7 separate regions of the Mus musculus genome follow, and all the other regions are linked to region 3. The links are chromatin contacts, called in public ChIA-PET, Hi-C, HiChIP or PLAC-seq and promoter capture Hi-C maps. All regions are on one chromosome and are shown on one strand. Each heading gives the region's core, a stretch centred on a gene start, on an enhancer-like site or on the middle of the called end of the contact. The rest is flanking DNA. Distances are from core to core; before and after follow the strand shown. Region 1 holds the start of Ica1l (islet cell autoantigen 1-like). Region 2 holds the start of Orc2 (origin recognition complex, subunit 2). Region 3 holds the start of Als2 (alsin Rho guanine nucleotide exchange factor). Region 4 holds the start of Clk1 (CDC-like kinase 1). Region 5 holds the start of Ppil3 (peptidylprolyl isomerase (cyclophilin)-like 3). Region 6 holds the start of Ndufb3 (NADH:ubiquinone oxidoreductase subunit B3). Region 7 holds the start of Bzw1 (basic leucine zipper and W2 domains 1).

Evidence for each region. Promoter capture Hi-C pulls out the DNA fragments that hold promoters and counts their contacts. A called contact is a pair of places that touch in the nucleus more often than the background predicts. ChIA-PET counts read pairs in DNA pulled down with a chosen protein or histone mark. HiChIP or PLAC-seq counts read pairs in DNA pulled down with a chosen protein or histone mark.
Region 1: a contact with region 3 is called in an H3K27ac HiChIP or PLAC-seq map of microglia, with 6 times the contacts expected there. The contact joins the promoter of Ica1l here to the promoter of Als2 in region 3. A contact is called at or near these places in 1 of 39 promoter capture datasets (liver) and 1 of 115 datasets of contacts at active chromatin or transcription factors (microglia).
Region 2: a Hi-C map of forebrain shows a contact between it and region 3, with 5 times the contacts expected there. The contact joins the promoter of Orc2 here to the promoter of Als2 in region 3. A contact is called at or near these places in 2 of 39 promoter capture datasets (liver and pre-B cells), 2 of 484 Hi-C or Micro-C datasets (erythroblasts and forebrain), 4 of 115 datasets of contacts at active chromatin or transcription factors (astrocytes, embryonic stem cells and stem cell-derived neural progenitor cells) and 2 of 9 other capture datasets (adipose tissue and liver).
Region 4: a promoter capture Hi-C map of pre-B cells shows a contact between it and region 3. The contact joins the promoter of Clk1 here to the promoter of Als2 in region 3. A contact is called at or near these places in 5 of 39 promoter capture datasets (erythroid cells, fetal liver, hippocampal neurons and 2 more), 3 of 115 datasets of contacts at active chromatin or transcription factors (double positive thymocytes, extraembryonic endoderm stem cells and thymic regulatory T cells) and 2 of 9 other capture datasets (adipose tissue and liver).
Region 5: an RNA polymerase II ChIA-PET map of memory CD8 T cells shows a contact between it and region 3, with 23 read pairs. The contact joins the promoter of Ppil3 here to the promoter of Als2 in region 3. A contact is called at or near these places in 5 of 39 promoter capture datasets (3T3-L1-derived adipocytes, erythroid cells, hippocampal neurons and 2 more), 1 of 115 datasets of contacts at active chromatin or transcription factors (memory CD8 T cells) and 1 of 9 other capture datasets (liver).
Region 6: a contact with region 3 is called in a promoter capture Hi-C map of pre-B cells. The contact joins the promoter of Ndufb3 here to the promoter of Als2 in region 3. A contact is called at or near these places in 12 of 39 promoter capture datasets (the 3T3-L1 cell line, 3T3-L1-derived adipocytes, the HPC-7 cell line and 8 more), 3 of 484 Hi-C or Micro-C datasets (CD4 T cells, natural killer cells and uterus), 4 of 115 datasets of contacts at active chromatin or transcription factors (astrocytes, embryonic midbrain, memory CD8 T cells and 1 more) and 2 of 9 other capture datasets (adipose tissue and liver).
Region 7: an RNA polymerase II ChIA-PET map of memory CD8 T cells shows a contact between it and region 3, with 23 read pairs. The contact joins the promoter of Bzw1 here to the promoter of Als2 in region 3. A contact is called at or near these places in 2 of 39 promoter capture datasets (liver and pre-B cells), 3 of 115 datasets of contacts at active chromatin or transcription factors (effector CD8 T cells, memory CD8 T cells and microglia) and 2 of 9 other capture datasets (adipose tissue and liver).

What each region holds. Positions count from the first base shown.
Region 1 is chr1:60,041,853-60,045,365 of GRCm38.p6, forward strand. Ica1l (islet cell autoantigen 1-like) reads right to left here and starts at 1,270. Exons shown (of 11, transcript NM_027407.4): 1 at 945-1,270.
Region 2 is chr1:58,503,441-58,506,812 of GRCm38.p6, forward strand. It overlaps Orc2 (origin recognition complex, subunit 2), which reads right to left and starts at 1,669. Exons shown (of 18, transcript NM_008765.3): 1 at 1,332-1,669. It overlaps Gm15834 (a long non-coding RNA gene), which reads left to right and starts at 1,676. Exons shown (of 4, transcript XR_865442.3): 1 at 1,676-3,372.
Region 3 is chr1:59,235,965-59,239,472 of GRCm38.p6, forward strand. Als2 (alsin Rho guanine nucleotide exchange factor) reads right to left here and starts at 1,267. Exons shown (of 34, transcript NM_028717.6): 1 at 1,191-1,267. It overlaps Gm33667 (predicted gene, 33667), which reads left to right and starts at 1,391. Exons shown (of 2, transcript NR_168353.1): 1 at 1,391-1,789; 2 at 2,721-3,058.
Region 4 is chr1:58,422,267-58,425,993 of GRCm38.p6, forward strand. It overlaps Clk1 (CDC-like kinase 1), which reads right to left and starts at 1,822. Exons shown (of 13, transcript NM_001042634.2): 1 at 1,654-1,822.
Region 5 is chr1:58,443,745-58,447,202 of GRCm38.p6, forward strand. Ppil3 (peptidylprolyl isomerase (cyclophilin)-like 3) reads right to left here and starts at 1,742. Exons shown (of 7, transcript NM_001285827.1): 1 at 1,402-1,742; 2 at 845-895. The coding sequence starts at 847. Nif3l1 (Ngg1 interacting factor 3-like 1 (S. pombe)) reads left to right here and starts at 1,407. Exons shown (of 7, transcript NM_022988.3): 1 at 1,407-1,890.
Region 6 is chr1:58,584,594-58,587,979 of GRCm38.p6, forward strand. Ndufb3 (NADH:ubiquinone oxidoreductase subunit B3) reads left to right here and starts at 1,804. Exons shown (of 3, transcript NM_025597.3): 1 at 1,804-2,077. It overlaps Fam126b (family with sequence similarity 126, member B), which reads right to left and starts at 1,740. Exons shown (of 13, transcript NM_001310598.1): 1 at 1,619-1,740.
Region 7 is chr1:58,391,043-58,394,468 of GRCm38.p6, forward strand. It overlaps Bzw1 (basic leucine zipper and W2 domains 1), which reads left to right and starts at 1,856. Exons shown (of 12, transcript NM_025824.4): 1 at 1,856-2,174; 2 at 3,160-3,233. The coding sequence starts at 3,170. Gm39644 (a long non-coding RNA gene) reads right to left here and starts at 1,501. Exons shown (of 3, transcript XR_003947828.1): 1 at 1,414-1,501.

The DNA of each region.
Region 1 (3,513 bases), core at 20-2,519, 810 kb after region 3:
GTGGCTACAACCATCTGTAATGGGCATCCGATGCCAACTTCTGATGTGTCTGACGACAGTGACAGTATACCTACATACATGAAATAAATAGATAAATCTTTTTTTAAAGCTTATAATGATTTCTCTAGCAGTTAGGATTGCTGGTAATTAGACAGTGCTTTGCTATTTTTAATACCTACATGTACAACCCATTTCACATTATTAAAATAAGTACAGAAAGTTCAAAGAAAACTGGTAATGTTATGAACTGATAATATAAGATGATTTTTTAACTTTGGTCATATAAAATATATATATATCCACCATTAGGAGATGTTTTCTTGGCCAGTAAATGTATAACTGAAAGATATAATTAATTTCCATTAAAGAATGAGGTACCTGTAGCTGCTAAATATTGATGTATTTACAATATTACTTTACAAAACTTCGCTTAAGCCAGAATCAAATAATCCAATACTTAAATACTTAGAGCCCAAACCGCAGGGAAACATCATCTCCCCACAAACTATTTCAGCGACCCAGAGTTGCTAGCAGGTTGTGTGTTTTGTGCATGAAGATCATACATTATATGGCATCCCCGATTCACACACACTACTGGCAAGCCCACAGCTCACGGGTAGGACGCCAAGCAGGATTGTTTTTCCCGTCTCCATTTTTCTTAGAGCATCAGGTATCGGCTGCCTGCATCATCACCCAGGTGAGGTCAGTGGTCAGAGACACCTGGCCTGCTTTTCCCCAGCCGAATCCGTGCGGTGATGCTGGGGTCCCCACCTGGGAGAGGAGGCTTTGTGCACCGACACCCCCCGCGAGGTGATGCATTCCGACATCACCACGACCCGCAGCTTTGCTTAGGTTCTGTTCTCACCACGTCCATCTCGCAATTGGTCTGTTCTGAAGACATCCCACAACAGGACAATAATAGTAATAAATTAAGCGCGACGTACATAGGCAGCCAGCAGGAAAGCACGCAGGGCTGTGAGCATCTGCCCCGTATCGGGAGCGCCCAGGCCGGCCTCAGGCCGCGGCTTCCTTCCCCTGGAGGGAGCGCAGGAGACGCCCCCGCCGCGGACGGGTCGGGTCCGCCGAGGCCGCCGCCTGAGGCCGGCCCACGGAGAGCGCGCGGCCCGCGCCCCCGCCCGCCGTCGTCATGGGAACCAGGTTTGGCCACCGCCGCCCGCCGCCCTGAGGGAGCGGAGGGCCAGACCCCGGACCCTCACCGCGCCGCCGGAGCCGCGCCGCTCCTCGCCGCTCGGGCCGCGCTGAGCTCTTCCGCGCACCGGCCCAGCCGCCGCCCGCGAGCCCGCGAGCCCGCGCCCGCCGCGCCGGTGCGCCGAGGTGGGGGGCTCGGCGGCGGGAGATTTAAACCCGCGGCCCTGCGCGCGGCGGCTCCGCTCGGCTCCGCTCTGCGCGCCCCGGCGCCTCTCTCCGCCCGCGGAGGCCGCGCGCCCTGGGTGTCGCTTGCTCGTGAGAAGTGACGGGCGCCAGGCCCTGAGTCCCGGACCCTCACTGAGCCGAGGCAGCCGAGGTGGGTGCGTGGAAGACCGGCTTGGCCTTGTCTCCCGGCTCCTGCCTTCCCCTCGCTGCCTCTGCGCCTCAGTTGCCACTTAGTACTCGGGCTCGGCGCGAGGCAAGTGTTCACGCGAGGCGTCACACCCTCATCTTTAAAGGTTTAAAGAGGGACAACTGTTAATAACTGACTTCAAGAGCAAAAGTGGTGTCCGAGCCAAAAAACCCCAAGGGGGGGGGGGTGGGAATGGAAATAAGGCTAATGGAAAATTATTACTGGTAAGGAATAATAAACTCAAAGTGCTTTCCTTTTCAAGTTTTAACGTCCAAGTTCAACTTTCCTAAAGGTTTACAACATACGAATTAATTGTATATATGACATATATAGGCTGATAACGACCCCCCCCTTTAACTCTTAGGATAACCATCTGAGGGGTCATGGAGAACTACACGAAGTAAGGGGTCCAAACAGAATATTAATTACAAAGTAGTATGTAAAGTTTTTAAGTTTTAGACTAGAAAAAGAGCTACTTCTTCTATAAAGGGCTGATTTGAACTATAACTTTTAAGATAAATTTAAATTCTTACAACAGCTATTTTGGATTTCAAATAATGGGCAAATACTTGAAATTGTATGCAATATTGGGACATTTTCCCCTCTAGGAAAGTGTCAAATAGCTCCTCTTGCTCCTCAAAGTCCAAATCCTTGGAGGAATATGAATTAGCAGGAAGCAGATATGATTGGTCAACTATAGTTCTCCGGATCTTCCTTGTGTCACACTGAGATGGGTCAGTGGGGCCGCAGCTCTTTCTAAGGCTCCAGAGAGGAGCCCAGGCAAGGAGCGAGTGGTAGTCACAGCTATTGAATGAGTCCAGCTGTCAGCGAAGCAACAGGTGAGCAAAATGAAAAAGACTAAAGATGGGCAAAAACTTTGTGTGGAGGACCACAGTACAACCATGGCAAGAGTGAACTGCAGTCTGGACTGCTGACCTTGAATTAAAGGCCTCTGTAATCGAAGCTGGAAAGCTCCTGACAGGTAGCCGCAGCAGCTCCTGCAGGAGTATCTCTACCTCCCAATAGCCAGAAACCTGACAGAAACTTCTGGGTGCCCCATAACCACTTCAGAACCTACTGCCCTTCCTGACAGGGCTAGAAAGCAACCCACTGACCTGGCTGAGAATGTGTTAGATGGATCACTGCTAGTCCCCTTCAGCTCCAGGTTTTTTTATTTATTTAATTTTTAAAAAGGATTTATTAAAATAAATAAGTACAGTGTAGCTCTCCTCAGAAACACCAGAAGAGGACATCAGATCTCATTACAGATGGCTGTCACCCAGCATGTGGTTGCTGGGATTTGAACTCAGGACCTCTGGAAGAGCTGTTAGTGCTCTAAACCTCTGAGCCATCTCTCCAACAGCCCCAGGTCCAGGTTTTAACAGCTCTTCCCTGGTTGATCCAATTTTTAAAATTTGACTTTTTATTGTTGTTCTTTGTTTGTTTTCCTGAGACAAGTTCTCACTCTCTAGCTCTGGTTATGCTGGGACTCACTATGCAGGCCAGATTTGATCTTAGATCTCCGTTTGCAAGAATTTTATTGAGGTTTCTTTGTTGTTGTTGTTGTTGTTGGTTATTTTTGTTTTGTTTTGTTTTTTGTTTTTCAAGACAGGGTTTCTCTGTGTATCCCTGGCTGTCCTGGAACTCACTTTGTAGACCAGGCTGGCCTCGAACTCAGAAATCCTCCTTCCTCTGCCTCCCGAGTGCTGGGATTAAAGGCGTGCGCCACCACTGCCCAGGTTATTGAGTATTTTTGCATCGATATTCATAAGGGAAATCGGTCTGAAGTTCTCTTTTTTTTGTTGGATCTTTGTGTGGTTTAGGTATCAGAGTAATTGTGGCTTCATAGAATGAATTGGATAGAGAACCTTCTGTTTCTATTTTGTGAAATAGTTTGAGGAGAATTAAAATTAGGTCTTCTTTGAAGGTCTGATAGAACTCTGCACTAAACC
Region 2 (3,372 bases), core at 419-2,918, 730 kb before region 3:
TTACACCCCTAGTCCCTTAGTTTACTATTGTGAAGGTCTTACTTTATAATACAAGCCAGCTTTGAACTCATGACTTAGCAGCCTCAGTTTTAAGAGTAGTGGGATCATAGCTATGCCCCATTCCCAGATCTAGTATTTTAATCACTAGGTGAGCAGCCCTATATAGTCAAGGATAGCCACGAATCCTTGTTGTAAACGTGCTTAAACATTATGAGTGGTTTTTGCAAAATTTTCTGTAACTGTATTGTGATATTCTCAGCCACGAACTTTGTAAATGACAGCAACAAGGTATCCAAATGTCAAAAAGGCAGGGTATGCCTGTTCAGCCTCAAATGCATTTATACAACATCTCCGATTTTTAAGATATTTTATGTAATACAAACAAAATCACCTCAACTGAAATTCCTACCAAGACCTCCTAAGAGAATGTCCCCTTCTTTTCTGCAATTCCTCAGAAAAACACTACCTAACAGATACACAAGAAAACTGCAATCTGGGAGGCTGACTAGACAGCTCAGTGGCTAAAAGCACGTGTCCTGCAAGCGTCAGAATGGGAACTGAGATCCTTGTAGTCATTTAAAAGTTGAGGAGCACTCAGAACTGGGGAGGAGGAGAATGGGGTTCCCCGAGGCAAGCTGGTTAACCAACAAGGACCCGGTTAGAGTAAGACCCCGCCTCAGTTAAGAACGATCCAAAAAGACATCTAAAATTAACACACACTACCGGCACATATGCACCAACATCCACATGAATGCACATGCCCATAATCAACCAATGAAATGCAGATATCCACAGGGAGCATCTATAACGGATAGTGATTATCTGTAGGGCTAAAGGGTCAATTCTCTTCACAGTCAACTAACTACAAGGCAGCACCAAGTGTTGGCAGCCATGCACTTTCCTCTGGGAGTAAACACATTTTTCAAACCAAGCACTGCCCCAAGGAGACCTTTAGGGACACCCGGCCGGGACAACAGAACAGACTTCAGCAGTCGTTCCATCCCGCGATCCCTTGAGCTACATCCCTCCGAGTTCCTTCTCCTCTGGCAGAACACTGCCATTTTTGTTACAGTTCCTTTTCATTCTCTTCTCAAATAAAGGGCCGGGTTAGCCGGAAAGCAGGCACGGTCCGTGCAGGAGACTTCTCGCCACAGGACAGCCTTGGCTTTCGCAGACAGCGCCTCTCACCCAGGGGGGCTGCTCCCCAGCATCCTCCAGCCTGCGCCCGGCGGCCTCGTCATCTCCCGCCATGGTGGGCGAGCGGCAAGGCCACGGGTGTCGGGGGAAGCGCGCAGTGAGCCGCGGCTGCAGCAGGGCGCACTGGGACTCACCTCTCGAGTCCGAGCCGGCGGGAGGGAGAACGGCCGCGAGGCTCACTTGAGCCGCCAGCCAGGACTCCCGCCGCCGCGGAACACCCCAGAACGGCCCGGGGAGGCCAGCGTCTAGGGAAAGAGTCGACCGGTCCAAGCCGAACCTGCGCGCCCAGCAGGGCAAGGGAGCTGCGCGCAGCACACTGAATCCCCGGCCGCCGGTGGGCGGTGCCCTAAGAAACCAATGGGGAGCCGAGCCGCCCAGAGCGACGGCGCCGCAAGCCCGTTGACTCGGGCCATAGGCCCTCGCTCAGTCGGAAAACAGATCCCCCAACCAATAGTGGGTTCCCGGGCTTTCCTCATCTCTTCAGTTTCCGTTTCCGGGGGAAGGGACCGTGCGCGGAGCACGCCGGATCTCTGGAGAGACAAGTGTGTGCTAGCTGTCTGGAAGTTAAGGGCAGCGTCCCCGGTTGTACGGTTGGTTGGTGTTTTATGTCAATCTTAATATTGTTAGTCTAGCTGCTCTGAGGAAAAAAAAAAAAAAAAAAAAAAGATAATGAAGATGGATTCGCTTGAGGAACAGCGAATACCTGCTCGCATATGATGCAAAGGGATCTCAAGGGTTTGAGGGAGGGCGGAGCCAGAGCATGAACAAGAAAATAGGACCATACAACTAATGAAATAAAGACACGAAAAGGGGGCTTATACAGAGGAAATGAGAAGGAAAACGAGTGAATCTGGCTGGGATACATGAAAATATTTGTTTACTAACAGGACTACGTCATTTGGATTCGCTTATTCCGAACTTATCATACTTAGAACCAACAGTAAGAATACAATACTCAAGTAGAGGCACCTCTGAATAACTGAGCTTCTGGGTAATTGAACGAGAAGAAACTGAACATACAGTCTTGGGGAAAGTGCTAGAATAAGGCAGCTGAATACTTACTCATTCTTGCCAATGGATATAAACACACTGGCTATAAATGTGATGCCTAGAGAGCACAAATCCCAAAGTTCCAACCTTTGTATCATTTCATTGAGCTCTGAAAATCAAGCTCACAACTTGGGTTTGGTTCACTATCTTAACACCACCTTGTGGTTAGGTTTTTGTTTTTAACCATATCAAGGACCGTCCGGGGCTAGGCTGGTAACTGGGCTTCCAGGTGACCTGCCGGTGGTTTGCTTCTAGGTCTCATCAGAGCTACCTGGTGGCAAACTTCTATTGCACATGCATTGCGTTATTTCAAGTCATACAAAATGGTTTCCAAGTTACAGAGAATGATTTTTAAGTTATGTTCCTAACAGCAGGGCACAGGATTATATAATTATAAGACCAGAAGGAATCAGGAACACTTTCCTTAAAGGAAGAGATATGAAAACTAAGGCCTGAATTGATTTGAATTTTCTAGGAAGAAAAGCAAAATGAAAATAGATGAATAAAGTGTCAAAGTGTCAGATATTATGAATTACAAGTTGGTACTTAAGGGACTGGCCACATTTGTATTGAAAGATTATCTGTGGAATATAATAGTGGGAAGGAAGAAATGGAGTCAGACTTTTTGGGAGCTGTTTAGAACAGTGGTTCTCAATCTTCTAATGCTGGACCCTTTAACACTTCCTCATGTTGTGGTAACCCCTGATCATAACGTTTTTGTTTGTTTCTTTTTGCTACTTCATAACTGTAATTTTACTACTGTTATGAATCATAAATGTAAATATTTCTGGAGATAGGGGTTAGCCAAAGGGGTTATACTTCACAGGTTGAGAACCACTGGTTTAAAGATTCCAATTGAGAAATGTGAGGATACTTTACATACATCCGTATTTCACTTTTGTTGGACAAATTATTTAATCCGGACCCAAATTACTACCCACCTTTGATCATTTAGTTTCCGGATAAAACATACACACAACCTTTATAAACCTTAAACAGCACAAGAGCTGGGCAGATACCTACCCTCTATGCTATTAGAATCTATTTTCCTATAGATAACCCAAGTTATTACTTACTATGTTTCATCAATAGGAGGGAATTCATGCCAGGTACTGTTGAAGGGCC
Region 3 (3,508 bases), core at 17-2,516:
CTGGGACAAAGCAAATTCCAAATCCAGGGGTAATGGCACACACCTTTAATCTGGGTCACACCTTCTGCTAGAGGCCTACATAAGGACATTGGAAGAAGGAAGGCTCTCTCTCCTTTGCCTGCCTGCACTCCTTTGCCATCGAATCTATTGGAACCTACTTCTTCAGGATTCCAGCTTATCCAGAAGACCAGCTAAAATAACTACCCTCGTGGGACTGAGCAACTATTAGATTCTTGGACTTCCCATTCCCGTTGTTGGGCTAGTTGGACTGTAAACTGTATATCACTATGATAAATTCCCTTAATATATACATTTCATAAGTTTTGTGACTCTAGAGAACACTAATACATACAGGTATATGATAAAAAACAAAAAAGTATGGCCTACTGTTTTTTTGCATTTTTGTACCTGCTCCAAATAAACCTACATCACACAAGTTTATCCTTGACAGTCATTTAAAAAACAGATACAAATATAAGAACAACAGAGTAACAACCTTAATTTGGGTACAGCAGTCAGTTAATCTATAAGAAAGTGCTGCTCTTGACCACCCAATTCAACCAGTGTGTTTTCCCTCTTTGGTAACCACAGAAGTACTAAACAGTAGCTTGCCTCTACAAATCTACAGTTGCTTGTCTGCAAATAGCCCTGTTACCTGGAGGACCAACATCAATGTGAGGACCATTTCCTCAAGATCGCTCCAGTGTTCTTTCCTGTCTTCACGATGATTCCTTTGATGACTTGATACATTTAGGGATTTGGTCAAACTACCACTGATTAATACCAAAGTCCTTTTCATTTTCAGCAAACGCTGTTTCAAACCACAGACCCTCCCCGCCCCCCTTCACTTTTCCCCACGATATGCATCCTGGGGCAAACCCACCTAGGACACTCAGCAAGGTTCACTGTCTAGCCAGCTGGGCGCCCACTGTGGGCATTCAAAAAACCCTCTGAGCGGATGGGCGTAAGCAGCGTGGGTGGAGGCGGGAAGAGGGGACCCGAAGGAATGCCACACAGCTCCGACCACGGCAGTGGGGCGCTGGGACCCGGAGGGTGGGACCCGGGCCGAGCCACCACGTCCGGAGCTCTTCACAGGCAGGCGCCGTCCCCGCAGGCCAGCCCAGCGCGCTCCCGCACCTCCGCCGACCCGCCTTCGAACCCAAGGACCGCCCGGACCCGCGCGGGCTCACCTGACGCTCCCGCAGCTCCGCGCTCTTCTCCCGGCGCGAGCCCGACTGCACCGCGGGTACGCGAGATCAGCTGATTCATGGGGGCGGGGCCTCCAGGTAGGGGCGGGGCCTCCGGCGGCGGGCTGGAGAGGCGGGCCCGCAGAATGGGTGGAGCTAGGCAAGAGCCGGTGACGGCGTCCGACAGGGATCAAGATTGCTCCGAACGCATCAGTGACTGCAGGCAAACCATTCAGTCAGGGCAGAACCAATCGTCCTAGGGCGGGCGCACTTTAGAAGCAACCGAAGACTCAGTGAAAGGACCTAACTCAATAAGCGTTTCCATGGTAACGATAGGCCGCGCTTGAGGATGGAAACTACTGCAAGTTTTGTTACCTCCTCAAACTGCGAGAAATGAAGAGAAAATCTTACCTATCAGAACATGGCTGCACACGTCTGTAATCCCAACATTTGTGAGATGAAGGCAGCAGGATCAGGAATTCGAGGCCAGCCTTGAGAACGTGTCTCAAGAGAAATAACAAAAGTGAAAATACGAGCTACCTTTAAGCTGCATGACGTCATCTCTTCCCGAGTGTGCCTTTGCCGCGTGTCCACCTTAAACGGTAAAGAGTAGGAAGAAACTATTTCCTCAGGGCTCCTCAATATACAGCGTTAAAATTGTTTTTGCTTGCTTCTTAGTCTCACTACCATCCATACTTGTCACGGTCGCAATCCTCCCGCTGCACCCCTAAGTGCTCCCTTGAATGTTTTGTGTAACAGATGCTCTCAGAACACAAGCCAGAGAGAAATCTGCTGCTACAGAGTGTGCATCGCGGAACCTACAGAGTTACATTTATTTACTCATTAAAGATAGATATATTCCCCGAATCGAATGCCCCTGCGTACAAATTCCCAACTGGTTCCTCCAACTCAGGGTCTCTCACCAGAGCCTTATCAACTTCAGTGCTAGAACAGAAAAGTGTACAGCCTTGAGAATGGCGCCACCAAATGGTACAAACCAGGGATGTCCTGCAGTTAATGAAGCCTGGACTCTGGCCGCCCTAACAAGCTACCTGTCCTCCATAACACAGCTAAAAAAGACAACAGTGAAAGAAATTTATTCAATGAGACTGCACTAGGAAAAAGAACTAAGGGGCTGGTTCAGTAAACCCCCTAAGTCTATCTTTGGAGCCTTGACATAAGTAGAAGGCTCAAGGTGTGATCTTGCCCATGGTAAACACATCTTGGTTGGTCCTGCAAAGCAAACTGACAAGTTGTCAGAACTAAGAACCAAGCTCTCCTGATGGTTTGCACCCAGAAACCCAATCTCTTCCTTCTCCAGTGAGACTCTTGAGGAAATCTAGTTCTTTGGGGCCCATTATCCTGTTAGTCCACTAGTCAAAAGGAGGGGCACACGTGTCTCTCCTCAGAATATCTTCACTCCTCTCAGGATGGTCACACAGCTTCAGCTGAGACATCCGTGTGGCCAAAGTATTTCGGAGCCTACACCAGTCATTTATACACTAAGATCTTATCTCCTAATTCTCTCCCCAGGTAACCTTGCCCTCGGGAGCTCTCAATCCCTTACTGAGCTCTACCCTGCCCGCCTCCTTTGATAAAAATGAAAAATAAATGTCTTCATCTACAGTTCTGAGGCAAGAGAGACTCCCAGAGGTGAACTTCCTTCATTCCCTCTAGCTGCTACCAAAGTATCCACCTGCAACTGAAGTCTTCCTTTTCCTGTCCTGAAAAGAAACGTTTTGTCCTCTCAGGCTAATCCTGGCCCTGGAATTAAGGCATCACCCTTCTTATCCATTTTGAGACTCACCCGCTTTTTTAAAAAAAATGAATGCAACCCCTCATCTTTCTCCTCAATAAAATAAGTCTCTGTGGTTTTGTTTTTAGTTATTTTTCTTCTACCTCACCTCCTTTGCAACCTAACATTCTACCTCCATTTATTTGTGTTTTGTTTTGTGTTCTTGTTTTTCAGGACAGGGTTTCTCTGTGTAGCTAGATGCTTAGTTATGTTATTTTAGCATACTTTGTATCACCCATGTGGCCTTTCAGAAATATAAAGAGTGATGAATATCACATTGTCTTAGGGTTTTACTGCTGTGAACAGACACCATGACCAAGGCAAGTCTTATAAAATTAAAACAAACAAACAAACAAACAAACATTTAATTGGGGCTGGCTTACAGATTCAGAGGTTCAGGCCATTATCATCAAGGTGGGAGCATGGCAGCATACAGGCAGGCATGGTGCAGGCAGAGCTGAGAGTTCTATGTCTTCATCCAAAGGCGGCTAGTGGAAGACTGACTTCCAGGCAACTAGGGTAAGGA
Region 4 (3,727 bases), core at 572-3,071, 810 kb before region 3:
TTTTTTTTTTGGTTTTTCGAGACAGGGTTTCTCTGTGTAGCCCTGGCTGTCCTGGAACTCACTTTGTAGACCAGGCTGACCTCAAACTCAGAAATCCACCTGCCTCTGCCTCCCAAATGCTGAGATTAAAGGTGTGCGCCACCATGCCCGGCCAGATTTTTTTTCACCTTGTTTTCACAATGCCCAAATTCATATTAAGTGAAAAAGGTTTAAAACCTTAAGTGAAAAAGGTTAAAACTTAAGAAAAATGTATGACAGCTCTTTCAGAAGTTCAACTTACAGGTTCACAAGGTTCAATTTCTACCCAAACCAAGTCTCCGACCAACGTAACCACAAGTGACCCTAATTAAGAAGTTTTTTTTTAACTGGGCGTGGTGGTGCACACCTTTAATCTCAGCACTCGGGAGGCAGAGGCAGGCGGACTTCTGAGTAAGAGGCCAGCCTGGTCTATAAAATGAGTTCCAGGACAGCCAGAGCTATACAGAGAAACCCTGTCTGGAACAGCCCCCGCCCCCAAAGTGTTTTGTTTGTTTTTGGTAAAATACCAGTTTGGATGTTATGAAGTGTTTGTTTACAGCTATTAAAAAAAAAAAAAAAAAAAAAAAAAAGCTGCTCAGCAGATGACCTCAATTCCCAATTCACCGTCAAGTAAATGCCCACGGTCCCCGCTGACACTCTTACTGCTAGCAGAGGGAGACTGGGAAAATTATGAAAATATGGGAGGAAAGCCTGAGAAGGTAACAGGCGCGCCTTTTATGCCGAGTCAACAAAATTCGGGCTCCACCAATAAAGCCACTCTACTTAACTGTACAGGACAGGCCATGATGTTGAAAATAAAGCTGTTCAGAGCGGAAGTGACGTACAATCTTAGGGTGTTCCCCTCCTGTTTCCTAAAGGTAAACAACTCCCCCGTTACAACTTTGTTTACAAAGGAAATTTTCTATAACTTTTTTTTTTTTGAGACAGGCTCAAAGGGGATTAAAAGGCGAGCGACAGGCAGTACAGCCCGGCCGTCTTGAGTTTTAATGTTACAAAACCTAAGTAAATCCTAAACCTTCTTAAAAATCACTTGTTCCTCGCTCTCACAAGCGCTGTCCCGGTGTGCCTCGTTTTCATTATGCTCGACTTCGCTATCTATCGACCGCCTCTGAAATTCTTTTCTTCGTCGAAGGCGGAAACTACACAGAACTGAGGTGACAGCCTGCTGTGACGCTGTCCCCGCAGCGCCCATCTCTAACAAGATCAGCGACCGCAGCGTGTGGGGCCGGCCTGGTTACCAAGACCTTTCGCTTCAAATATAAAGAAAAACAGCACCAAAACCTGCGCCGTGCCACCGCCGAGAGCAAAACCAGGACCGACCGAGTCCAAGCGAAGGCCGCGCCCTGGCGCCGCCATGGCGAAGGACGAGCGCGGCCTTCCCCCTACCGCCATCTTAGGTCCCGCCGCGGCAGCTCGGGCTCTTGCAGTCGGCCGGCCCTCCTCGGGACGCGGAGCCTGCGGGCATCGTCCCCGCCTACGCAGAAGCCAGCGGCCAGAGCTCCGCAGCCGGGGCACAGAGCCCCTTCGCGTGGCTCCGCCGTGAAGAGCCGCAGCGGGGTCCTTGGAGGCGGCGGGAAGATACAAGGAAAGGCCCTGACAGACACCGCGTCTTACCTTTCCAACCCTGAAGACAAAGCTTGCAAGGCGAAGACAAAGCTTACAAGGCGACGGCGAGAAGTCTGCAAACGATTACGACGATCTCCCAACACAAAATGGTGCGGACAGACGCAGTGCGAGCTTCTTCTCGGAAAAACTGGTGACGTAGATGGGCGGGGCCTATACCGGTCCTGAGTGCGCAGGCGCGGGCCCGCTGCCCAAATGGGCGAGGGATGGAAGGACTTGGTCCTGACTGTCCTTGCTGTGGCTTCTTGAGGATACTTAGACACTACAGGTTACAGTAATAGTATAATCCACGCTCGCTCTCCCTCTCTCCTTTTTCTCTTCCCTCCTGACTGCAACCTTTTAAACTACACCAACAAAGTATCTCTGGTTAGTAACTCAGTGACTACAGTTATGTTGACCTGTCTTAAACTAGTTTTTAGTGGTTGGGTATGACATGCACTGACGCCAAAAATGTTAGAAATGAGCATGGTGGCACACGCCTTTAATCCCAGCACTTGGGAGGCAGAGACAGGCGGATTTCTGAGTTCGAGGCCAGCCTGGTCTACAAAGTGAGTTCCAGGACAGCCAGGGCTATATATACAGAGAAACCCTGTCTCGAAAACCAAACCAAACCAAACAAAACAAAAAGTTAGAAATGGTGGAACAGGAGCGGAATAGTGTAAATAGACAGATTAGTAAGTAGTCTTGAAGACTTTGAGGATGCCCCCCCCCCCCCCATAGTAGCTTCCCCCAGCCTTGAGTAGGCTGGCTTTGACCTTGTTGCCACTGAGAATGAGACTACCTGGGGTGGAACCTTCCAACTTAGATGGCTCTATTGTTCCGTCACCTGCCACTGCTACCTGCTGAGAGGCCCTTTAGATATTCCAGAGACTTCATCCAGCAGATCACCTACAGGCTGGCAACAGGCATCAAGAATGGCTTGGGGGGCGGGGGGTTATGGTTTTGAGACAGGGTTTCTCTGTGTAGCTCTGGCTGTCCTGGAACTCACTTTGTAGACCAGGCTGGCCTCAAACTCAGAAATCCGCCTGCCTCTGCTTCCCGAGTGCTGGGATTAAAGGCGTGCGCCCCACGCCAGGCTTAAGCACAGACTCTTAGTAAACTTGGGGGCCTTGAACAGAAATGTGTCTTGGCCTCCATTATTTCTCTCGCCATTTCCTTCCATACAGCTCCGGCCTCCCACTCAGGAACCCAGTTAGTGTGGCCTCAGGCGGCTTAACTCCTATTTCGCTGGTAACTCTAAAAAGGTAGATATTAGGGGGAGGAGAAAAAGGGGGGTGCGTAGGTATCAGTTTTGCAACTCCTTTGCTTTCACCTTTAAGAGTTAATCTAGACCTGGGCATGGTGGCATATCCCAGCACTAAGGAGGCAGAGACAAGGGTTATCTCTGAGTACAAGTTCAGTGTGGTCTATATCGCAAATTCTAGCCAGAACTAAAAACAGGGGAAGAGGAGGGTGCTGGCGTTGGCTTAACAGGTAAAGACACAATGCCACCAAGCCTACCTGAGTTCAATCTCCAGGAAACACATACTGGAAAGAGAGAATCAATTCCTACACACACACACACACAAATAAAGTATTTTTTAAAGAAATTAAAAAATTTTTTAAAAATTTAAAAAATTTTAAATGTACATGTATGAATATTTTGCCTACATGTATATGTTGGGGTCCAGGAGTTGGCTCACAAACCACACAAACACTGATCTCAGTCAGACAGGGATAGTTTATTGAACATATGCCCTAAGACTGATCGATCAGGGCTGCAGCTCAGAATTCGAGGGCTGAGCCATGACTACAAACATTTCTCAGGGACAGCTTATTAAAACACACACACACACACACACACACACACACACACACACAAAGTGCTGTGAATTCATACCCAGGTGCAGGAAGTGCTGCCCGGTAGTTAGCTCTGACTCCAGCCATTTTAGATGTAACATCTCATATTGACTTTTAACTTGATGGGTCCTACATAAAGCTTTGTGGAATTTCTTAACATTAACAAACCTCATACAGAACATAACAGGATATGTGATCAGCATGACCCTGCTCTGAGTCAAGTTAT
Region 5 (3,458 bases), core at 492-2,991, 790 kb before region 3:
TTCAGCAAAATCTTGCTAGTGTATGCATGTGCCTGTCTTCTTACAACAGTGTCCCGCAGTGAGTGGGCCAGGGTGGAGGTGAGTGGGGTGCTTCAGTGGACACAGGAGCTACACTCCCTGCTATTCTACCTGTGCTGCTCATCTCTGCGGGGAAAGGGCACACTGTTTGCTCGTTTATTTCCTTTTGTGTCTTTTAATGAAAGGTCTGAGACTGCGACGGCCTATAGAGGCTGGGAGCAAGGTTACCTCCTGAGTGCTGGGACCACACCAGCAGGGTAACGTTGTAATGATCATGTCCACTTGTTTATTCTACTTTGTTCCCTCTATACTGGTACACACAGTCTCTCCCTCGCCACATCCCCTCCCTTCCCCTCTCCTTCCTTATCCTAGGAACGCACTCTGCCACTGAGCTACACACTCACTATCCTGTCTGACTTCCTCCAAAAAAATATTCATTAAAAATTAAAAAACAGCCAGTCGTGGAGGCACATGCCTTTAATCCTAGCACTTGGGAGGCAGAGACAGGCGGATTTCTGAGTTTGAGGCCAGCCTGGTCTACAGAGTGAGTTCCACGACAGCAAGGGCTACACAGAGAAACCCTGTCTCAAAAAACCAAAACACACACACACACACACACACACACACACACACACAAATTAAAAACCATGTAATGGGCGGCTGAGAGGGCAGGCTTGGCAGGTACCAGGACTTGTTGCTTTTGCAGCAGGGCCTGTTCAGTTCCCAGCACCCACATCTGCTTGTGTCTCCAGCTCCAGGGAACCCAAAGGGGTTAGAAACAAGCAACCAACCACCCAGTTAGAATAATTCTATGATACATACTCACCATTTTCCTTCTTGATGGTTCTAGGAAGCACTGTTTAATTTTTCAAATCTCCTACAAGAGAGAGGAATTAGTTCACTTTACCCTATCAAGTTCCCACCATACTTGTTCATCTTTATGGTAGATTTACAACGAAAAGCTTAGACTAGCATCCTCTAAATGAAAATCCTATCATAAAAGTGTTGATCCTACCCAATGCAACAAGCCACCCCAGTGCGCACTTACTTTACTCATTTTCTTCAAGGCTTTCTGCAAGGGAGGCATAGCCCCACCTCCAGGTCTAGTGCTCTAGATAGGCACTTGGAGCTCCCTTTACCCGGGACACCTACTTTACTTAAGACGTCTGTACAATACATTTCTATACTTCACACTTTTGTTTTGTTTTTTCCCAAACGCCACATCTTGCTAACTTATCAATCGTATTTAAAAGTCCCAGGAATACCATCTCCAGCCCGAGAGTTCACCACGAGGATCCCAAGAAATAAATTTGCACCAACGTGGGGCGCAGCAGGCGTTTGAGTGCACGGAGAAAAGGATAAAAGCCTTTCCCCCACACTCACCCACTGCGCTCAGCACCACTGCTGCGGGAACGGAAAAGCCTCAACTACAAGGGCCGGCATGCCTGCGGGTTCCAAAGGCGTGTCTGTGCGCCACAGAAGTGAAGCCCGGAGCCCTCCGCAGGGGACGCCCTACTCTCCCGTCAGTCTCTCCTCATCACACCGACTAGGACTCGGAGGACCACGCACCTCACCCCTCGGCCCCTGAGAGCTCTACCCACAACCTCACTAAGAAGCAGAACCCGCTGTCGCCCAGCAACTTCATACAGCGGCCTGGAGTGGGAAGCAGAACGCACAGGACCAATTCCGCCCAACTTCACACAGCGGCCTGGAGTCGGAAGCAGAACGCACAGGACAACTTCCGCCCAACTTCACACAGCGGCCTGGAGTCGGAAGCAGAACGCACAGGACCACTTCTGCCCAACTCTTTCCACAAAGCCAGGAGCTTCAGAGCAGAGCGGAAGTGATACACTGAAAGAGCTTCTGCGACTGGTGAGTTGTGAACCACTGAAGGGCTCGCGGGGGCTGTCTGTTCTTCTCGCTGGAGGTGCACATCGGGCTGGCTGTGGTGACTGCAGAGGGCCGGGGGAACATGAATATAGAAGGAGAGGTTGCAGATGAAAACTGCCTTGCTGCAGGAGGGGTGAGGGTGCTGACTCCAGGAATAAAGGCTATGCCACGCGGCCCTTGATTATTCTGGAAAAGGTCTTGAGCCATGCGTAAATGAAAGAAAAACCACACGCAAGTGCAAAGAGAGCTCTCGTGTAATTGAAAAATAGCAAGTGGCTGTTCAGAGGGCTAAAGATCATGTAGATTGACAATGGATATTCCCATCTCTCCATTGTACGGCAGCTCCAGCCCATTCAAATAATGCTTTAAATGTGTCTGTACTGTGAGCACATTGTCCGAGAAAAACACCGGGACGTGGTCGTGTCATCTCACAATAGAAGTTTATTGTATAACAAGAAAGCCACAAGTTACATCAGTCTCGTTGGTAGCTTGTTACAGGATGTTTGGTCACACTGTGAACCCCCGAGATTGTGTTATTTACCGATGGTGGGTGGGAGGAACCTTTCTAGTTGTGGTGTGCCCTTAGCACACATCTTTAATCTCAAACAATGAAGGTAAAATTAGTTTGTAGAAGGAAGCATCCATGTTTGAAAGTGATGTCTAATTGAATGGCAGACAAAGTGAGGAATCAGAGAAAGATTTGACAGAATAGGATATGCCCAGCTCTCTCCAGAACAGGGAGAAAAGATGGGCTACTTAAGGGGTAGTGCAGAGAGAGACTGGGGGCAGTTTTTACTGGGACAGTTATATATAGAGAGGATGCAGATAGAGAAAACAAGCTATGCATAAGTGAAGACAGACTGAGCCAAAGAACAAGAAGCAGCCAGAAGATTAGAGAGGATTGTCAGGCTTAGTTTGAGGCCATGCAGAACCATTCAGTCAGAGGCTGAGAGAGAAGCCAGATGAATCAGGCAGCTTGGAGAGGAGTTTGAGCCAGAACAGCTGAGTTGAACCAGCCAGCCAGCGCAAGCTCAGAAAGAACTAGAAAGGGTGAGCTTATTCGGCAGTAATTCTCAGAGTCTGAAAACATAATAGGCCTAGATAAGATTGTATGGAGGCTATAAGCTTCCAGAACTAGGCCTAGCTTAGCAGAGAGATGGGAGACGACAATTATACCAGGTGAATAAAAGATACTTTTACAATACCTGTTTGAGGCAAACACATTTCCTTTATTCAATTCTATTAACTCTCAGATTGCACATCACACTGTTTTGAGTTGTTTTGGTTCTTTGGTGACACTACTCTCCCACCATTCAGTGCACAGCCATGGAATATGTGGGTAGGGGCCCAGTGCTTTTCCTCTCTGTTTCTCTGTGTAGCAGTTGACGTGTGTTCAGGGGCAGCAGTTCTGGCCTTTTCTTGCCTTGGCTCTGTGCGTTTGTGGAGTGACCTGTCTGCCTCAGTTCTTGCTCGTGCTGCCCTAGAACTGACTGTATAGCTGAGGCTGGCTTACCCTCTACCTCCCTTGTGCTGGGATCACAGATGTGTGC
Region 6 (3,386 bases), core at 554-3,053, 650 kb before region 3:
TTTTTGTATGTAAAGCACTATAGAATTTCACCTAAAGCAAAATGTAAGCTTTCTTTGTGACCAAAATACCATTATTCTTGTAAAAAGATAAAAGACAAGCAATAAAACACCAGTATCATTTAAATTTTTTTATTTAAAGCACTGACAAATACCTCAGTGTGCTGGACATTTCAAAACAAATACTAATGACCCATTTCTACTCAAACAATATTTTGAGAGAAAAATTCTAGCTTTATATGTATATGCATAAATGTTTATGTATATGTATGTTTATGTTATGTATATGTATAAATATTTATGTATAAATGATCAATAGTAGAAAAAGATTACATCTTAGAAAGTTTTTCTAACATGTAGTTAAATAACAAGCCCAGAAAGACAATATACTTCCTGGATACATTTGTCCTCATCGTCTAACTTGACGGCAGCATCTCAGGCCTCTTACATTTTAATAATTTATAGTGCTACTTTTTAAAGATATTTTTCCAATGAGTTATAAAAGTGCCCTTCCACAATATTCGCCGACAGGGATTTGTTTAGGACTGTATTTCACCATTCAAACCGTGGATTTAAAAGACTTTTCAAAACAAAATAGTTTTAAATTTGTACATAAATTTTATCTATGTCCATGACATTCAACGAACTTATTTTTTTAAGCCTAAGGCATAACTCACAACTAGCTTCCTAGACTTAACAAGGGAAATCACTTAAAAGTTGACACTCCTCTGCTAAGATTCCCAACTTATTTTCACAGTCCTTAACACTGGGGGCGAGTTGTCTACCAATTTACTGTTCATTTTCTAATCTACATTTATCTTCGTCTATAGATTTAAAAGGCTCTCCACTTTTCTGAAGGTTAAAGCCGCAAAGCAAATTCCTGTACTACAAAACACGAATCTGACAACATTCCTCTAAAGCTAACATCGTGTTGTCTCGCAACCAAAGTCCATATTTGGGATAAGCGCTTCGTGACTACTCTTGCCTTCACGCTGTCCTCCTCCTACAGACCCTGCCTCGGTAGAGAGAACGCTGGAGCCAACAAGAACAAAGTGCTCAGATACATCAATGGGTTGCAGAGCTCTTCTTCTACCAGGGTCAGTCGAGTTACTTGGAAAAATAACTGCCATGGGTTACATAATGTACAACCACCAATTTCTAGAGCTGACCACCAATAAATATCTTTCTTCTCCGCACCTCTCCCCATCCCAGCAAACGGCCCTAAGAACACCTAGGATTTCACGCAGGTGTCTGCAATACCACGTCCTTCTCTTACCTGAGGCTTCTTGCAAGACATCCCTTCAGCCCTCACTACCTGTGTCTTGCTCCCGCCTCCTTCCCGCCTCAGCCCGCGCCACCGACACCCTAACGCCCTTGCTAGGGCCCCAAGTTGCCCCACAACACTCATCCCCAAGCCGCCTCGGCAGACGCCTTCTCCTCACGACCCTCCCGAGCTTGCTCCCAGGTCTGCAGGGCTTCGGATCCAACAGTCCTGCTGCCTTCCCACTTCACCTTCGTCAGCTCCCGACTACGGCGTCCGAAGCCGGAGGAGAAATTCCTCTTCACCCGGCACCGTGCGCCCCCCCCCCCGCAACCCCCCCAAGACAGCACCGCCGCCTACCTGTCACCCCGCAGCCTCAGGCTTCCTACCGCCACCGCCACCGCCACCGCCTCCCGCAGCAGCCTGCCAACTGCAGCATAACAACCAGCCTTCTCATTGAGTGGGCCCACGCGCTTAATAACAACCGCTCTCATTGGCTGCGCTATGACTTTGGCCCGCCTCTCGGTGCTCCGCCTAAAGATTCCGTCCTGGAGCAAGACAAACACGGCTTTATCGTCCTTCTCCTCAATATCTTCTACCTCAAGCAGACTCCAGCTGCAAAGTGTGGGAAATAATCTCTACTTCCAGGCTCCTTCATGTCATCTCTACGTTGTCTGGGAGCCTTGCGCCAGTACCGGAACGTTTACCATCTCCCCCATTTTCCTGTCGTAAGAAACTAGAGGAAACAACGTCCGTTTCCGGTTGTCTCCGGCTGTAAGGTTGAATATTGAGTGTCCCGGGAGGTCAGATTGCTGTCAGGTAATTTAGGGAGCTGGTGGGAGACTTCTGGATTACGCATAATCTAAACTTTATCCAGGGAATGCAGAAGTGGAGAGGGCTGAAGGGATCCGATAAGACCGGGAGAAGATCCGGGATCTAGCTAGGGAGCGCCGCTGCAAGGTTCTTGCTGGGCTGTGTTGAGGCGGATGAAGGATGTCTTGAGAATTACGATGGTTGTTAAATCCCAGAGATGTTTTAAACCGCCGCTACCAGATGCAATGTACTCCTCGCCTCCTGGCTTTTTGGGTTGTATTTGAATAGGGTAAAGAACAGCTCAGACCCGAAAATACTTAAAACTAGAAGAAATAATTGCAACGGTTGCTTCACAAGCTTGTATTTTAAGTACGGTTTCCCAAATATAAGTGTTTACGACACAGTGCTTAAGTGAAAAAGAGCAAGTCACAAAATCAAGACTACTGCATAATCCTAGGATTAAGGATTGGATACTAAAGTAATAGCAGTTCATTTGTATTTTCCCATATTTTAATGGTCATCTCAGTTTTTAAATGAGGGAAATTTGAGATACACCCTTGAAAATCCCTGATAAACTGTAAAATTATATGTAATGGATGTAACATTCTTCTTCCTTAGGGAAAGCAAGTCAACATTTCCCCAGTGCTAGATAGAACAAGCCATCGTTAGTGAAGGTTGATCATCACCAAACTTTTGAGTTCACTTCTGACATAGGCAGATAGCATTTAAATTTTCCATAATTATGTGTTCATTCATGGTTGAATCCTTTTTTTTTTCTGTTCTTAAACGGACAGTTCTAAAGGTGAAATAATTTCCTGTTGTTGAGCCCTCAGTGCAGTAGAACTCGCTCATTCTGTGGAAGAGGAGAGAACCAGTTGGATTAGGTTGCCCTCTGACCTCTGCATGAACATCCACACACACACACACACCACACATGACTTTAAAGAAATACTCTTAAAAATAGGAGCCCAGCATGATGCACAGGCTTGTACTCCTGGCAGTTGGGAGACAGAGACAGAAGGAGTAAGAGTTCAAAGTTTCCCTGGCTACATACCAAGTTTGAGGTGAGACTGAGCTTTGTGAGACTGTCTCAAGTAAATAAACAATATTCTTGTAAGATAGGGGTGGCTCATACCCCAGTGATACAGTAATGTGTGCTTTATTTGGAAAAAAAAATCTAATAAACATATTCAATGTCATGCACATTCAGGAATTTCTCTTAAGAGATAACATCCAGTAGAAATGCAATGGAAGCCATATATGTAAAATTAAAATTTCTAGTAGACAGTAAAAGTAAAAAACAAATTCATCTAAC
Region 7 (3,426 bases), core at 606-3,105, 840 kb before region 3:
ACTTAGCTTTTATGTGGTATTTGAGAATTAGAACTTGAGTCCTCATACTGTGTTGCAAACATTTTACATAGAGTCATCTCCCAAGCCGAGTTTTAAGGTCCTGACTCCTTATTGGATGTGATAAAGCCACCAATGGTATAAGAAGGTGGAAAGCAGTGTTCCTGTGGTTTTTCATGAAAACCCAGGAACTCAGACACTGATGAGAAGGGCCTGAGTTACATTTAGAAAGATCACCCTGGAAATGTAAAGAAAGACACAGTGCAACAAGGAAGGCTCATTTAGTCACGGGAACAGAAATCCCAATTAACTGGGCTTGGTGACTGATGTCTCTAATGCCAGTACCTGGAAAGCTGATACAGGAGGATTGCCAGGTCAAGGCCAGCCTGGGCTACTTAGCAAGACCCTGTCTCAAAAATACAAAGGCAGGGTGTAAATCAGGACTGTACTGGAGAGGAGACCGAATTGGGAAATGTGGCCAATGCGGAGGGAAGCTTTATGAGTAACGGGTTTGGCTATTCACCGTTTTTTGTGTCTCTAGCTCAGCTCAGTGTGTGACCTGGCAGTTTATTATATTGGTGGACCAGGCCGCTGGGGGGCCGTTCACTGGCAAGTTAACTGACCTATATGCCTTCTTTTCCCAACAAGACTAACAAGTGTCAAAGTCATAGGGCAGTTTCAAGGACTCAACGCAGTTAAGTGCTTAGGAGAATGTCTGCTACACACATACTACACAAACATGGCTTTTTAATTAGTGAAATACTGTACCCTTAACACATCAGAAACAAACATAACGTGGGGGACGTGGTAGTCTATCATGCAGAGTATGAAATAAGACTTCCAAGAGAAATGCCAACGGACTCAGGGTTAGAGGATAAAGGTAGGGGAACTTAGAGCCCTGATTCCCATCATTTCCCACTATGCTCCACGGCCTGGCCTTCCTAGGTCCCACCAAAGTTCAGTCCTATGGGCCACCAGTACCTCCAAGAAGTTAGGCTGTTGCTGCTAGGCTATTTTCCCACCGCTGCTCCTTCAGCGCTCCGACCTACCAACTTGAACGGAAAAGAATTGACAGCCAAGATCCAACAAACAGCGGCTTAAAGCCTTAGAGGCAAATCCGAAACTCCAAATACAGTATATGTTAAATGCCAGTGAACAGAAGTGCCTTCCATGTACGAGTAAGAAAGATTAAAGGTTTGAGTACAGGGACGGTGGATGTCAGAAATACCCCTGGCTCTCCTAGAATTCACTCTGTAGACCAGGCTGGCCTCGATCTGGAACACGCGAGAGAGAGAGAGAGAGAGAGAGAGAGAGAGAGAGAGAGAGCGAGAGCGAGAGCGAGAAGTTGGTACATGGAAAGGGATTTTAAGGACAAATCCCGGTGTTTGGGGGATGGCGGATGAAAAGGGCACAAACCGGATGCGGGCAGTTTTATCTGTTGTCCCGGAGAATACACCTTCTGAAGGTCCTTATCTCGGGAGACTTTGTGATAAAGGCACATTCTTGAGTCCTGCACCAGAAGCAATTATAAACCCTGCGGGTGGGGGCCTCGCAATCTGGTTTTAACAAATTCCCAGTCCACCGCAGTCAGGGGACGAGCACCCCTTGCAAGGCGTGGTGACAGGCCGAGGTCAGACTTGCCCTCAGCACACCGCATCGCAGAGCAGGGAGGCCGGGCTGCAGTCCTCACCCAGGCAGAACCCTACAGACGCCCCGGCCTCTGCGCCCGCCGCCCAGCATTCCCCCTACCCCCGGGCTCCAGCTTCCGGAGGAGGGGTCTGGGCTGGACCGGGACGGACTGGTCCAACTCGCGGCCGTTGAGGGGCCGCTTCCCACTCCCATCCCCGCCCGGAGAGGGGGAGGCCGGCCGCTGCGGCGGAGGAAGGGGGACGGGCTACCCTGGTACAAGAGTCAGGGCAGCCTGGGGCTTTAGGGTGGGACAGAGACGCCTACCACCGCGGTGTTAGCCGGTGCCCCCGAGCTGCAACCCCGCGGCCTTCGGCAGGGGGGAGTGCGAACTGGCGCAGGGTAGAAATCTCGCGATAGCAGGCCTCCGGGGCGGGGGTGGCGCCTCTTCCTCCCCTCCTGCTCGCGTTAGTTCCGGTCGCAGAGGAGACAGCGCCGCAGTTGCCGCCAGCTCGGGGATTTCTGGCTCTTTTCTCTTCGCCTTAAATTCGGTGAGGCGAGCGCGGCGCAGCGCCGGGGAAGAGCGGCGCGCCGTGGCCCGGAGGAGGAGGAGGGTGGCGGCGCGGTTCGGAGGGGCCGGCGGGACCCGGGGCCTGGATCCGTGGCCCGGGCCGCCGCTCTGGAGGGCGGGCGAGGCCGCGGGGCGCCGGGGTGGCGGCGCGCCCCCGTGTGCGCCCCGGCCGGCCTGGGTAACAAAGCCGCCGCGGCCTCTGTTGGGTGATGTACGCGTGGGGAGTTCGGCGGGCGGGGCGCAGCCGCCGCCACCACCGCCGCGGCCGCCGCCTCCGCCGCTGCTTTCGCGGGAGGGCGGGCGGATGTACGGGGCGGCGGGGGCCCCGGCGCGCAGCGCCTCGGCGCCTGTGGTCCGCTCGGCGCGGCGGCCACCACCGCAGGCGACAGGGTCGGTGGAGAAGGGCCTGCGGCGCTCCGGGGCCCGCCGCCCGAGCCCCGAGAGGCGGGAGGCACGGGAAAGGGTGTGGATGTGGAGACACGTGCCCGGGGAGGAGGAGGCGGCTGGGGCTGTAGCGTTTGCGGCCAGCTCTCAGTTTTGCATCTTGGAAGGGTGCAAGCGGGCTCTGCGGCTCTCGGCGCCACTTTGGAATGAGGGCAGCGCTGATGCGGTTCAGGGCCTTTGACAGATAGCTCGTGACCGCGACAGTCCTCTAAGTTCGGGTTACTTAGAAAAAGTGGGAGATGCAAAGAACGGTGTAGGAGAGACTGAGTAGTTAGGTTTGTGGTAGGCCATTTGCCACCAGACAGGGTGATAGTAAAATGCTTTATCAAGGTGTAGTTCCAGCACTTACATCAAGGGGTTCCTGGAGAGGGAAACTTACCTGCACCCTCTCTATTGCCTGTTAACTGAAAGCGTCTTGGGCTTGCTTTAATTGTAATTTTGATTTAAGGTTTGATACTTGGTTTAAGAAGTTAATATTACTGGCACGGGTGTTTTTAAGGCCTTCTTTCTCCTTTTTCTAGGGTGTCTTTTATGAATAATCAAAAGCAGCAAAAACCAACGCTATCAGGCCAGCGTTTTAAAACCAGAAAAAGAGGTAACTATTTATTTGTAACTCACCCTCAAGCTTTCAGACATATCTTGGTTTCTCTCACAGTCAGGTAGCTGCATGTTACTAACCCGAAAATAATAGAAACTTGATTTTCTCTTTAACTTCTATTTCAGATTAACTGCTCCCTTAGTGTTTCTCTGCTTTCTCAAATTTCTTTCTTTCTTTTCTTTTCTTTTCT